Regions from separate parts of the Mus musculus genome. Here region 1 is linked to region 2. A link is a contact called in public Hi-C data. All regions are on one chromosome and are shown on one strand. Each heading gives the region's core, a stretch centred on a gene start, on an enhancer-like site or on the middle of the called end of the contact. The rest is flanking DNA. Distances are from core to core; before and after follow the strand shown. Region 1 overlaps Dlg5 (discs large MAGUK scaffold protein 5). Region 2 overlaps Kcnma1 (potassium large conductance calcium-activated channel, subfamily M, alpha member 1).

What was found. Hi-C and Micro-C count contacts between places; a contact is called where the count stands out from the background.
Region 1: a contact with region 2 is called in a Hi-C map of the N1E-115 cell line, with 4 times the contacts expected there. The contact joins two enhancer-like sites. A contact is called at or near these places in 8 of 484 Hi-C or Micro-C datasets (the N1E-115 cell line, adipose-derived mesenchymal stem cells, cerebellar granule neurons and 4 more) and 1 of 9 other capture datasets (embryonic stem cells).

Annotation. Positions count from the first base shown.
Region 1 is chr14:24,180,250-24,186,389 of GRCm38.p6, forward strand. The region is part of intron 5 of Dlg5 (discs large MAGUK scaffold protein 5); the gene reads right to left. Among named protein-coding and RNA genes, the nearest start is that of Gm52143, 28 kb to the right of the region's middle. Within about 2 kb of position 1,977, at least 58 of the 459 cell types and tissues checked have an H3K27ac peak or open chromatin away from gene starts, as enhancers often do. A contact at or near this core is called in the N1E-115 cell line, where this site is marked.
Region 2 is chr14:23,571,912-23,577,960 of GRCm38.p6, forward strand. All of the region lies in intron 5 of Kcnma1 (potassium large conductance calcium-activated channel, subfamily M, alpha member 1), which reads right to left. Among named protein-coding and RNA genes, the nearest start is that of 5430425E15Rik, 65 kb to the left of the region's middle. Within about 2 kb of position 1,695, at least 7 of the 459 cell types and tissues checked have an H3K27ac peak or open chromatin away from gene starts, as enhancers often do. A contact at or near this core is called in the N1E-115 cell line, where this site is marked.

The DNA of each region.
Region 1 (6,140 bases), core at 727-3,226, 610 kb after region 2:
TAACATTTTTTAGAAAATATAATCAGAGACCACTGATCTCTGTCTCTGTGTCCTCGTCCCCTACCCCCACCCCCTTCAGAAGCCAAGGCTGCAAGGCTGCCAGAAGCCAGCTCCACCCACCTCTCTGCGTCTTTCATTTTTCCTCTATTTGTTATACTGTTTAGAGCCTAGGTGTTAAACATATTCCAGTCTCCCTGTTTCAACTTACTGAATTCTTGGATTACAGCATGTGCTATGTCCCCTAACTTTGTTTCCTGTTCTTTTCAGAAACTACTCCTTTCAAAAAGAAATCTTAGTACAGTGAAATACAAAACTTATTTACAAAGTAGAAGGTAAGCAAACTCTCAACTGTGAGAGTTAAGGAAACACTTTACTCTCAGACAAACACTGACACACACACAAAACCTAGGAGCCATTCTGACAGGAAAATTGTCCTTAGGAGGAGGAAGGACGGGCAAGGAGGGGAGGACAGGGGAGAGGGGGAGGGGGAGGGGAAGGAGAGGGGAGAGAAGGAGGGGGAGGGAAAGGGGGAGGGGGAGGGGGAGGGGAGAGGAACAGCAGCCTGGCAGAGAGAAAAGCAGCAGCCCCTATCCTGGCAGCACAAAGCCTGCAATCCCAGCCCTTGAGAAATAGAAGCAGGACCGTCAGGCGTTCACGGTCATCCACAGCTACATGGCAAGTTAGAAGTCAGCCTGTGTCATATGAGACACCGAAGTTTCCATTCACCTCTGAGCTATTGTACAATACTCATATTTTTAAGGTATTATCAGTTCCACTAGCTAATAAGTAGTTCTTCATTTAAATATTTTACGATGTATTTTTATTTTATATGTATGAATATTCTGCTCGCTTATATGTTAAATGTACTACATGCGTAGATTACATGTGGAAACCTGAAGAGGGGGCCGGATCCCCCAGAATTGGAATTACAGATGCTTGGAAACACCACATGGGTCCTGGGAATGGAACCCTGGTCTCTGAGCCAGGGCTCTTAACGGCTAAGCCATCTCTTCAGCCCTGGTCCTTCAGTTTCCATTCCTGACTTCAAGCAAACCTGGGCATCTTTTCTGTGTTTATGAATTATCTATCTTTGTCTTCTAGGTTTGGATTGGTTTCTCCTCCATTCTATGCTGGGTTAGAACTGTCCACCCAGGCTGCGCAGCCCTCCAGGAGCTAGTTTCCTGGGTGTGTTTATCACATATCCTCTGCCTATGTGGCGTGTGTCTCACTCTCTGCAAACCCCAAAAGGATGCCCTTTGCAGTGTGTACTGAAGTTGTGCTAAGAAGGCCTCTCCTTCTTACCTTGAGATCATAACAATATCCTCTTGTTGGGACTTAAAAAAAGCATTTTTTATTTTCCCCACTGAAACCCTTGAACTCCTTTAAATATATATATTTCTATTCATAACTTGAGATGGACAGAGAATCATATCCTCTTCCTCTCCCACAAAGCACTGACTAGTGGAGACTGAGGACACCTGAAATACTCAGGAGCAGACGATGTGGACATTCTCAGACAGCGCCATGGCTAAGAAGGCCAACACTGCCGCCGCCTCACTCCCACCCCCACCCCCGACAGAAGTCTCCAGGTTCCTGTGTCTAGAGAGGGTCTGGCTTCTGCAATGGTTTGCTGTGTTGGACAAATACCTCAGATACTCCATTTAAGACTGACTTCATAGTTGGGTATGGTAGTGCAAAGTGAATTATGGCCAGGGCTGCTACACAGAGAAAGTATGTCTAGAAAAAGCAAAACAAACAACAACAACAACAACAACAACAACAACAAGAGACTAACTTTGCAAGTCTCACTTTCCAATACTCCTCTGTCTCAGGTGGTAAAACTCAAAACAAAGGCAGAGCTGCCATACTCCGAGTTGCCCACAAGAGGGCAGCAGTACGAACACAGGCTCTCCAGCTTTCATTAAGAAACCCTCATTCTCAAGGCAGCCAGCTTGGCGGCAGCACCATCTTCACCAGTCCACAAGACAACTCTGGATTCTGTGCCACTACAGCTCGTCCTTTTACTGAGAACCAGTTTCCCAAACACCCTAACTCGGAGGAGCTTAGCGCCAAGTGTGCTGAACGACCCAGGCTGTCTGGATATGCTTCCATTCCTGGTAAGGCAGGTCAGGCCTAGGCAAATGCTGATGCCAACCCAAGTGTCCTTTATGCTGCTCAGCACAGCTCGGACAATGCGGTGAGTTGGTAGGGTCCCAAGAGATTGGTGAGAGAGGGCAGATCTGCCCTGTTTCCACCATGGTTGCCTCCAGGGCACAGTGGGGTTCCCTGGGTGTAAAACCCCAAGTGAAGAGGTAATCCCAGCTCCACCTCCCTGTACCTCCTAGCCTCTGCCTTGCTACAGCCTTGGGGAGGCATCGGCTCCCACAGGACAGCATCCAGACCTTAAAGAGGCCCCCAGACTCCGAGCATTTCTCAAGTTCTCATACACGGGCTCAGACTCAAGCCTGCACTTTATCATCAACAGCCTCATAGAAACCAGGGAAAGCTGCAGTCGTGTGACTCCCCGAGACCTGGAAAAGATGCTATCTGCCAGGCCAGAGCATTTTCTGTTCATCAGTAGAAGATTATATTCTTAGTGGAAGGGCACAAGTGCACACAGACACACACTTACTTTTCTGTTGCTGTGATAAAGAAAAAAGAAAAACCCACCCTGGCCAAAAGCAATTTAGGAAAGAAATGGGTTTATTTGGCTCACAATCCCAGGCTGCAGCCCACTATAGAGTGGAAGTCAATGCAGAAACACGAAAGACCACATCCATAGCCAAGAGCAGAGGGCCAGAGAACACGTGGGCTGTGGTTGCTTGTTCTCAGCTATCTTGCTTCAGTCTCAGTTCAGGACCCAGCATAGACTGGCGCACCCCAGAGCAGGCTAGGTGTGGATGCTTGAATAGGAATGGCTCCCACAGGCTAACATATTTGAATGCTTGGTCATTAGGGAGTGGCACTACTTGAGAGAAATTAGGGGGTATGGCCCTGTTGGAGTAGGTGTGGGGCCTTATAGGAGGAAGTGTGTCACTGGGGGAAGGCTTTAAGGTTTTAAATGCTCAAGCTAAGCCCAGTGTCACATTGTCCTCCTGCTGTCTGTGGATCTGGATCCAGATGTAGAACTCTCATCTTTTATAGCACCACTTCTACCTGTATGTTGCCATGTCGCCTGCCATGAGAACAATGAACTAAACATCTAAAACTGGAAGCAGTTATTTCAGTTTCAGTTAAGAATAACTGAAAAGCCGGGGCCTAGCAAACACAGAAGTGGATGCCCACAGTCAGCTAATGGATGGATCACAGGGCTCCCAATGGAGGAGCTAGAGAAAGTACCCAAGGAGCTAAAGGGATCTGCAACCCTATAGGTGGATCAACATTATGAACTAACCAGTACCCCGGAGCTCTTGACTCTAGCTGCATATGTATCAAAAGATGGCCTAGTCGGCCATCACTGGAAAGAGAGACCCATTGGACACACAAACTTTATATGCCCCAGAACAGGGGAACGCCAGGGCCAAAAAGGGGGAGTGGGCGGGTAGGGGAGTGGGGGTGGGTGGGTATGGGGGACTTTTGGTATAGCATTGGAAATGTAAATGAGCTAAATACCTAATAAAAAATGGAAAGAAAAAAAAAAGAATAACTGAAAAATGTTATTCTTTATAATAGTTCTCTTGGTCACCATGTCTCTTCACAGCATCAGAACACTGACTATCAAGACAATCCTCTACAGACATACCCACAGGCCAGCTATTCCAGAGAATCCCTCAACAAACTCCCTTCCCAGATGATTCTACGTTATGTCAAGTTGACAATTAAAACCAAGCAACACACACACAGATACACACATACCACACACACACCACACACACTAACATACATACACACACAGATATACACTCACATTCACCCACTCACATATACCTATACCTATACATATACATATGCACACACACATATACAGAGACACACACACATGCATACATAAACACATACACACAAAGACACACAAACAGGCACACACAAATACACATACATACCACATCACACACACTCCCACATCACACACACATACACACAGATACAGATACATACCACACCATATACAACACATACACATGCACACAGATACACACATGCACACAGACACACACACACAGGTATACACACAAATGCACATACATACCACACATATACACAGAGGTATGTATACATACCATACCACACATATTCAGCTTCCCAGCTAGATTAGTGAAAGAGGAAAACATCTTGGATACCTTGGGGAAAAGTCAACTTTCATGGATCAAAAAGGAACATTTTTAAACTAGACACAGAGGAAAGAACAGAAACTCAAATGATCTGGTAGAATTGATTTTAAAAACATGTTGACTGGACTCGGATATTTTATAACAATCAAAAGTTTACCATACATACAGGGGCAGCAAATGGCTCAGTGTGTAAAGGCACATGTTTGCTGTGAAGCCTAACGGCCTGATTTGAGTTCAATCCCAGAAACCCACACAGTGGAAGGAGAGAATCAACTCCCAAAAGCTGCCCTCTGGGGCTGGAGAGATGGCTCAGCGGTTAAGAGCACTGGCTGCTCTTCCAGAGGTCCTGAGTTCAATTCCCAGCAACCACATGGTGGCTCACAACCATCTGTAATGGGATCTGATGCCCTCTTCTGGTGTGTCTGAAGATAGTGACATTGTGCTCACATAAAATACATAAATCTTTAAAAAAAAAAAAAAGCTGTCCTCTGACTCTCACACATGCCCTGTGACCTATGAGCGATGCATCTGTGTCAACTGACTTAGTAAGGCAAAAGTTCTGACAAATTAAATAGTCAGCGCATAGAATGGAGGTCAGATACAATTAACAGTAAAATAGAGCAGATGTCCGGATGTTCAAAACAACAGACAGTGCAAGGTGGCCCATGATACATTCACTGCAGAGTAAAAGAACCAAAGGCAAATTTGAGAGAGAAAAGAAGGCTTCATGTGTGTGTTACACATGAAATAGGGGAAAATGTTACAAGAACATGTGCACATGGTAGAAGTTGGTCATTTCTGCAAAATAAGACCAAACCAGTCTGGGGCGACTTCATCGCTGGCTTTTGGAATGTTCTTCTTTTAACCAAGGACTGTGTGCTGTTTCAGTAAAGGAAGAATGGTACAAAAACCCCTGGAGTTTGCTTTTCAAACCTAGGAGCTCCTCAGCATGCCTGCTACACCCCCAGAAGAGTCTAAGATGACCCATTTCCCACCAAGGAAATGAAACAAGGGCCAGCCTCAGCCCCTCCCCCACAGTTCACACACACAGGACAAAGCACCTGTCTGCAGCTCTCAGGGGACAGGGGCCCAGGCCCAGGCCCACCCTTCTCACTGGGGGTGGCCTCATTTCCTCTGAGATAAGTCATACACAGGACGGGAAGGCCCCACAAATCCCTCCTGCAAACATGCAAGTCAAACAGCCCCATTTACCCTGCAAGGGCCTCCTCTTCAGGTTTACACGGCGTGGGAGGAACCTGGCAACAAAGCTCGCCTTGTCCAGGGAGCCTGACCCTCACCTTTAGGTCAGTGGGGAGCAAGCCTGTGGCCATCCCACATCACCTGCTCTCTCTGGAGGAGCCTCCCCACTTCCTGGTTAGTGTCTGAAGGTGAGAACAAGGAGCCCAGCAGCTCATAGCCTCCACCACCTCTCCTTCTGGCAGCCTAACCTTCTCTTTTGTTGGGGTCCCAGGCTGGTACTTGCTGAAAACACAGTCTAATCAACCCGACCTGGGAGTATCCATGACCAGGACCAAGTACAACACACACAAGCCTGGCCACCAAAGGTCACAGCTATCCCAAAATAAAAGGAAGTAAATAATGCCACAGGAGTGGAGGAAGAAGAAAGGCCTTCCCATGACACATGTGGGGTGAGCAGGGAAGGGAGGAGAGAGAACAGGTGAAGACGTGTCTGAATGTGTGTCGTCATCGTCTTCATCATCATCATCACCACCACCACCCCCACCGTGATATACTTTGATACAGGGTATCACTACATTGCTCAGCCTAGCCTAGCTCACAGTGCTTTTGCCTCAACCTCCCAAGTGCTGAGCTTATAGTCATGGGCCACCATGCCCAGTAAAGATTTTT
Region 2 (6,049 bases), core at 445-2,944:
CATAAGCACAAATGTCTAGATTAAGCTTCTCATTGGAAGCTCTAGGTAACCTGAGAACCTTTCCCCATTATCGGGCCCCTTATCTGGTCATGTCCTCCCTCGTCCCTCCATTGAAAGACACCAGTGCTGCTAACTTGAGGGAAACAGTGTCTGCCTGCTCTATGACCCATGTCTGCATCATGGTCTTTAAAGGAAGAGTCTGGGCTATAAAGATAAATGCCACCTGGTTTACTGGTGACTATTCATTCAGAGCATAGTGAGCAAGGCAGGTAAGATTTCTTCATTTGGAGTCTCATAGATGGTTGGTTTGATATTGACTATCTCATTGTGCCAATCACTCCATGGTCTAAGAAAAAGCCAAGTACACGATTCCAACTTCCAGTTACTATTCTACCAACCTGGACTCTATTATGTGCATGCATAGATATCTTTATGTATTGCACAAGCAACATATGGCTTATAGCCAAAGCAAACATATGTCTGCATTTAAATGCACAACTTCTCCTGTCTGGTTTTCAGTGTTCTATTGAATACTTTATCAGTTCTCTGTTATATTCACTCACCAGATGTTAAATTCCCATTGTAGACGTGGTGCTTTGATTTCCCATATCCATAACTAGATCAGGGTATTCCTGGCTGAACTGTGTCTTACAATCTCACAGTACACACAACCATAGAGCTGTGATCAATACTGATCTTTTGGATGAATCATTTATTAATCCCAAATTACATCTCTAAATCCTGCCCTTTTCCCCTTTGCCTTCTTCTTGAGCTCTTGAGAGACACCAGTGCTGCTCACGTTGTTATTACTTTGTGCCGTGATAAAAAGCACCCAAAATTGTCACTCTGGGTGGCTCCATGCCAGGCATCCTTTTATGTAGGAAAAACTGCAATCCAATGAGCTAGAAACTATAAAATTGATGCAGCTAAGGGAATTATTCCCCATACAGATAATGCCGTGGACCAAACTGTTCTAATAAGCAAATAAAATCTCTCAGACAATTAAGTTCCTGTTTAAGGCCATTTGCCTTGGAATCCCCTAAAGGATTCAGGAGGATTGCAAAATTGTTGGTGGCAGAGGAAGTCATTGCTAGCCAGAGCTCAAGCTGCATAGATTATTGAATTAAGTAAGGCAGGCCCAAAGCAGACAAGCAGGAAAAACATGAGGCAAAGCTTTCCAATGCTCCAATCTTACTTGCTTCTGTTGTATTTAATAGTTTCCTAGGCTATTTTTGTTTTCAGGAAATGAAATAGACAAGACAAAAAAAATTCACTGTTTTCAGACTATAATCCTGAGAGAGGAATTGTTTTCATTGCTGGTTTTGATCAAGGTAGAGAATGGGAAGAATGGGGCCAAATGAGGGGGAAAAGATTTTTTCCCTAAGTCTTCCTGATCTTCAAGGGGAGGTATCTGAAAGCCCACTAGAACTCTTGAGTGAGCATCCAATATGCTAGAACCAGCAGCAAGTTGTTAGGCATGAGACTGAGTTAGAGGTCATGGGAAAATCACTCCATCTCCACCGATTTTCCAGTCTGTAAATAAGGACTGCCAGAAAGATGCTGGCAACATATGGCAGGCACTGGGTAGAAATGGCTAATTTGTTAAAGTGTTTCATGCACATTCATTAGACTGAGGGGTTCTTATTTGCTACAATGTCGTGACTCATACTTCTGAGGCCTGAGCTGTCAAAGATAAGGACCTCTTCCTCGGGCTGGTGACTAATCAGAAGTCTGTTGGTACATCCAGTGCCTAGGGACCAAAAGTATTCAATAAAGCCTTGAGTGGATGAATGAGTTTATTAACACTCCATACAGTCTCTAACCTAACCATGTATATAATCCTCTACAGAAGGGCAGGTGAACTATGACATGGGAGCACATCCAGGCAGGCCATCACCAGCTTGTGCACAGAATGAGAGCTAAGAATGTACTTCTTCATGTTTTTAAATAAATTTTAAAAATCAGATGGATGATTTCTAAACCTTGGAGTTATACAAACTTCCAACTTAAATGTTCATGAATATATTTTTAATTGTCATTGTACGTATTCATTGAATATGGTATAACATCACCTATGGACATTTTTATATAATTATATACTTCACACTGCTCATTCAAGTCCATATTGGATGGAGCTGATTGCAGGCCACAGTGAAAGGTTGAAAAGTGGTAATGGTAATTGGATGGTCTTCAGAGTTGAAGATATTTACTACCTGGGAAGTCACAGGAAACATTTGCTGATTTCTGTCCTACAGAATAGGAAATGGACTCTCTGATTATCCTACCACTCCCTTGCTCACTCAATGGCTTTCATTCAGTACCTTCTAGATGTCCCAGTACACCACCCAGCTGTGTGATTAAAACAGAGAGAACCCTGCCCAAGGCAAGGCAGACCACGCCAGTGCATCCCACAAATCAGTACTGATGACAGACAAAATGAACCTTGGGGCTTTAATCCAAGGTCGCTCAAGATCTTTGCCATGAATGGTGGCCAGGCTGAACACCTGGCATTTGGGGAAAGATACCACTGACTTCTCCAATCAGCCTGTTAGAGCTAGCCATCAGGAAGACGTCCCCTCCGCTCACACTTCTGAGTTGCTATTTCAACAGAGATGGCTATTTTAAAATACATTCACAAACATATGAACAGCATTCTCTGCCCTTTTTCTCCCTCCCATGCAGATGTGACTGATCACACACACACACACACACACACACATTCTGGAATATAAGGAGCCCCAAAACCTGCGTACAGGAATCTTTTCCCACCCATGTCTTTCTGGAAGCACATGTTTTCCTTTGCTATCTAGACCTTAGGAAAGTTGTCTTAATGAAGTACATTTGCAAACACAAGGCATTTGATTTTCTTCTTCCTGCATGTTCTTGGTTTTACAGCCATCCTTACCATGCTCCCCAGACAACCATACCTATGTCAGGATTCCTGCTGGGATTCCTGGAATAAGGAAGCCAACTACTGTACTCTAGTACATTTCCCTGGAAAGCTACGCATATCCCATATAACAGAGATGAATCTAGAAGGTTCTTCTTGGGTTATGGCTCTGACCCTTTTTGTTGCCACTTCTTTTTTCATCTTAAATATATTCTTTTCCCTCACTTCATACCAAGCAGGTGGTCAAAGAAACCAATCAAAATGCAGGGGTCAGGCACCGGGAGTAGGTAACAGTCAGGTCTAGGAGATGGCTCAGTGGGGAAAGAGTTTGACTCACAAGCAGGGAGAGCCACGTTAAATCTCCAGAACACTCTTTTAAAAAGCTGTTGGCTGGGGGAGGAGGAGTCAGGGGATAGATAGACACCCAGCTCACTCCTCATTTCATAAGAGACCATTTCAAAGAAAAGTGGACTGAACCCCAGGTCCCAGGGTCTCTAGCATCTAAATGTGTGCATATGCATGTGCATATGTGTGTGTGTGTGTGTGTGTGTGTGTGTGTGTGTGTGTATGTGTGTGTGTTTCTATGTATGTGAGAAAGAGAGAGACAATGAGCAAAGCAGCAGAAAGAGGTTTTCTTTCTCCTATAAACAAGTTGATAGGAACGGTGACAACTCAGGTTAAGAATATTCACAACTTTTTTTTTTTTTGCCTTGTATTATGCAGCCGTTAGCTTATCTATGAAAAGTACCATTATCTTCCACAAAGGAGACCTTTGGGACCTAGCCAAATGGTAGTCAATAATAATTGCACACTAACACAGCTCCCAGCAAGAATACCTGAAATAACAGCACCTAAAAGACTACAGCTCCATCCTAGTACATCCTAGCTCACCACAGTATTTCTTTCAGGCTCCAAACCATTTCTGTCAAGAGACAGAAGGAAGACTTAAATCTGAACAAACCTGGACAAGAGTGATCTATTTTAGTAAAATCAAGTGCAATCTTTAATCTGGAATCAGTCTAAAATACTTGCCCTTGTGTGTCAGTTTAGACAGAGATGGGGGTGGGTGGTTGGGGTGCCAGTCTGTGCTCAGCAGGAGCATAAGGGCCAACTTTCAGAACCCCAGCTATGTACATGCTATCTGTCTTTTACTCTATTCTTTTTTTGGAGGGATTCTTGTAGGCTGGGGACTCTCCTGAGTTGCCCTCTAAAAGTTAAAGTTTCATCTGAGGTTTGTCAGTCAGGATTCAAAGGACACAGGCTTCTCAGGACGACACTCCTGCTTTCCCTCACTAGATGGCAGAATGGCTTAACAGATGCAGAGGTGTGGACCATGCAACAGAGCTGAAGTGAGGGACTGGGAACAGCCTGGGCTGCGGGAAGAGGGGGCTCCCCCTGGGCAGGTCAATGCACCAGAGGACTAATGCCTCCTGTATCTTCAATAAGACTTCTAGGAGGCTGGTGGAGCCAAGCTTTTGCTCTTCCTGCCAGATGAGAAGTGCCTGTCCTTGAATAAGGAGAACTGCAATTAGATAAAACAAACACAAAGCTATTTTGTTAAACCAGGAACAAGAGGTCCTCAGATAATGAGTCCTTTGCTCGTAACATTTGGGGGGTAGGAAAGGTGTTTGACCCTGTCTTCAAATTCATCAAAAATGTTTACTCATCCTAATACAAATGCTTGTTGGTTTAATTATATGTGAGGTGATATGATGTGTGGTGATTGGCACTGCCAGCAGGTACCACATTACAGGTTTGGTAATAGATTCTGGACAGCAGATACAGTAAGAAGGAAGACAAGTCCTATACATAGGACACCAGGATGTCACCTGTCTTGAACAGATAAATGATGCTTCAGCCTACCCAGTTCCCAAAGGAAAGTACCAAGGATAACTGACAAGGAGGAAGAAAAAGAAGCAGGGGTTAGATGGGGACTGAAGAAATGGCTCAAGGGTTAAGAGCTGTTGCTGTGCTTACAGATGATCAGAATTCAGTTCCCAGCAACTACATCTTGCAGCTCATATCTGCTTGTAACTCCAGCTCCAGGGCATCTACAGTTATCTGCATGCATGGGTACTCACTCACAAGCATAAGCATAAACACACACACACACACACACACACACACACACACACACACACACACCAGCCTTTAAAACAGAGAAGGACATGGAGAAAGAATGGTAGTTAATGGACATTGAAAAAGATCAGCCAACAACCACTTTAAGAAGAGAAGCATCCTCTCTCCCTTGCTAGAGAGACTGGTTTCATAGCACCATGAGCCATCTCCTTGTTATCTCCCTTTCCCTATAAGTATTTGGGTTTGAAGTCTGAGTTTGCGTACTCCTCTTCTACAGCAGGAAAATCGCGTTCACACCTTAAACTGAAGCTGAGTACAGCAACTAACACATTATAATTCTACCTGCTTTAAAGTTTGTCGAGTGACTGAACATCTGAATTGATGCTCATGATAATGGCACAGCTATGCAGGATTTTAAAAGAAGGATTTACACTAGCGTGAGTTAGGTGAAACACCCAAGAAACAAGGCTTGAGCCCTTCCTTCTGAGATCCCCTGTTGTACTCATGTCTTAGCCTTTATTATGCTTGTTTGGTTTCTGTGTCATAGCTCATTGAAATGGATTTTTCAAGATTTCTGTTTCTCGTCACTTATGGGGGCTAGGACTGATTGGTACATTTCAAGTAATAATTCAAAATTTAGGCCCTGAGACTGCAAAGACCTCAGTTCACATTCTTGCTGTGCCAATGTCTTAGTGAGTAAGACAGGTGGCCTCCTCCAGGTCCCCCCACTTATCATTAGAGCTTGTAGAACAGTAAAGGAGACAGACACATAGGGATCTTATGCTGATGCTGCCACGTAATGCACAGTGGTATAATAGCAGAGGCCAAAACACATTTTTGTTTTATCACTATTACAGTTCCAATGATCTCAGAGGAAAGTTCATGTTGCATTTATCAAAACTGATTTGTAGCTATTATAAGCAAAACACTGTGCCAGGCATTTAGAGGAACACAAAGGAATGTATAATGCATCTGCTATCAATAGGCTTTCTGTAAAGAGCAAAGAAGTAAATGGTATTTTATGCTTTGTGACCCCCCAGGTCTCCATATTACTGACAATATGTAAATGAACGAGTGTGG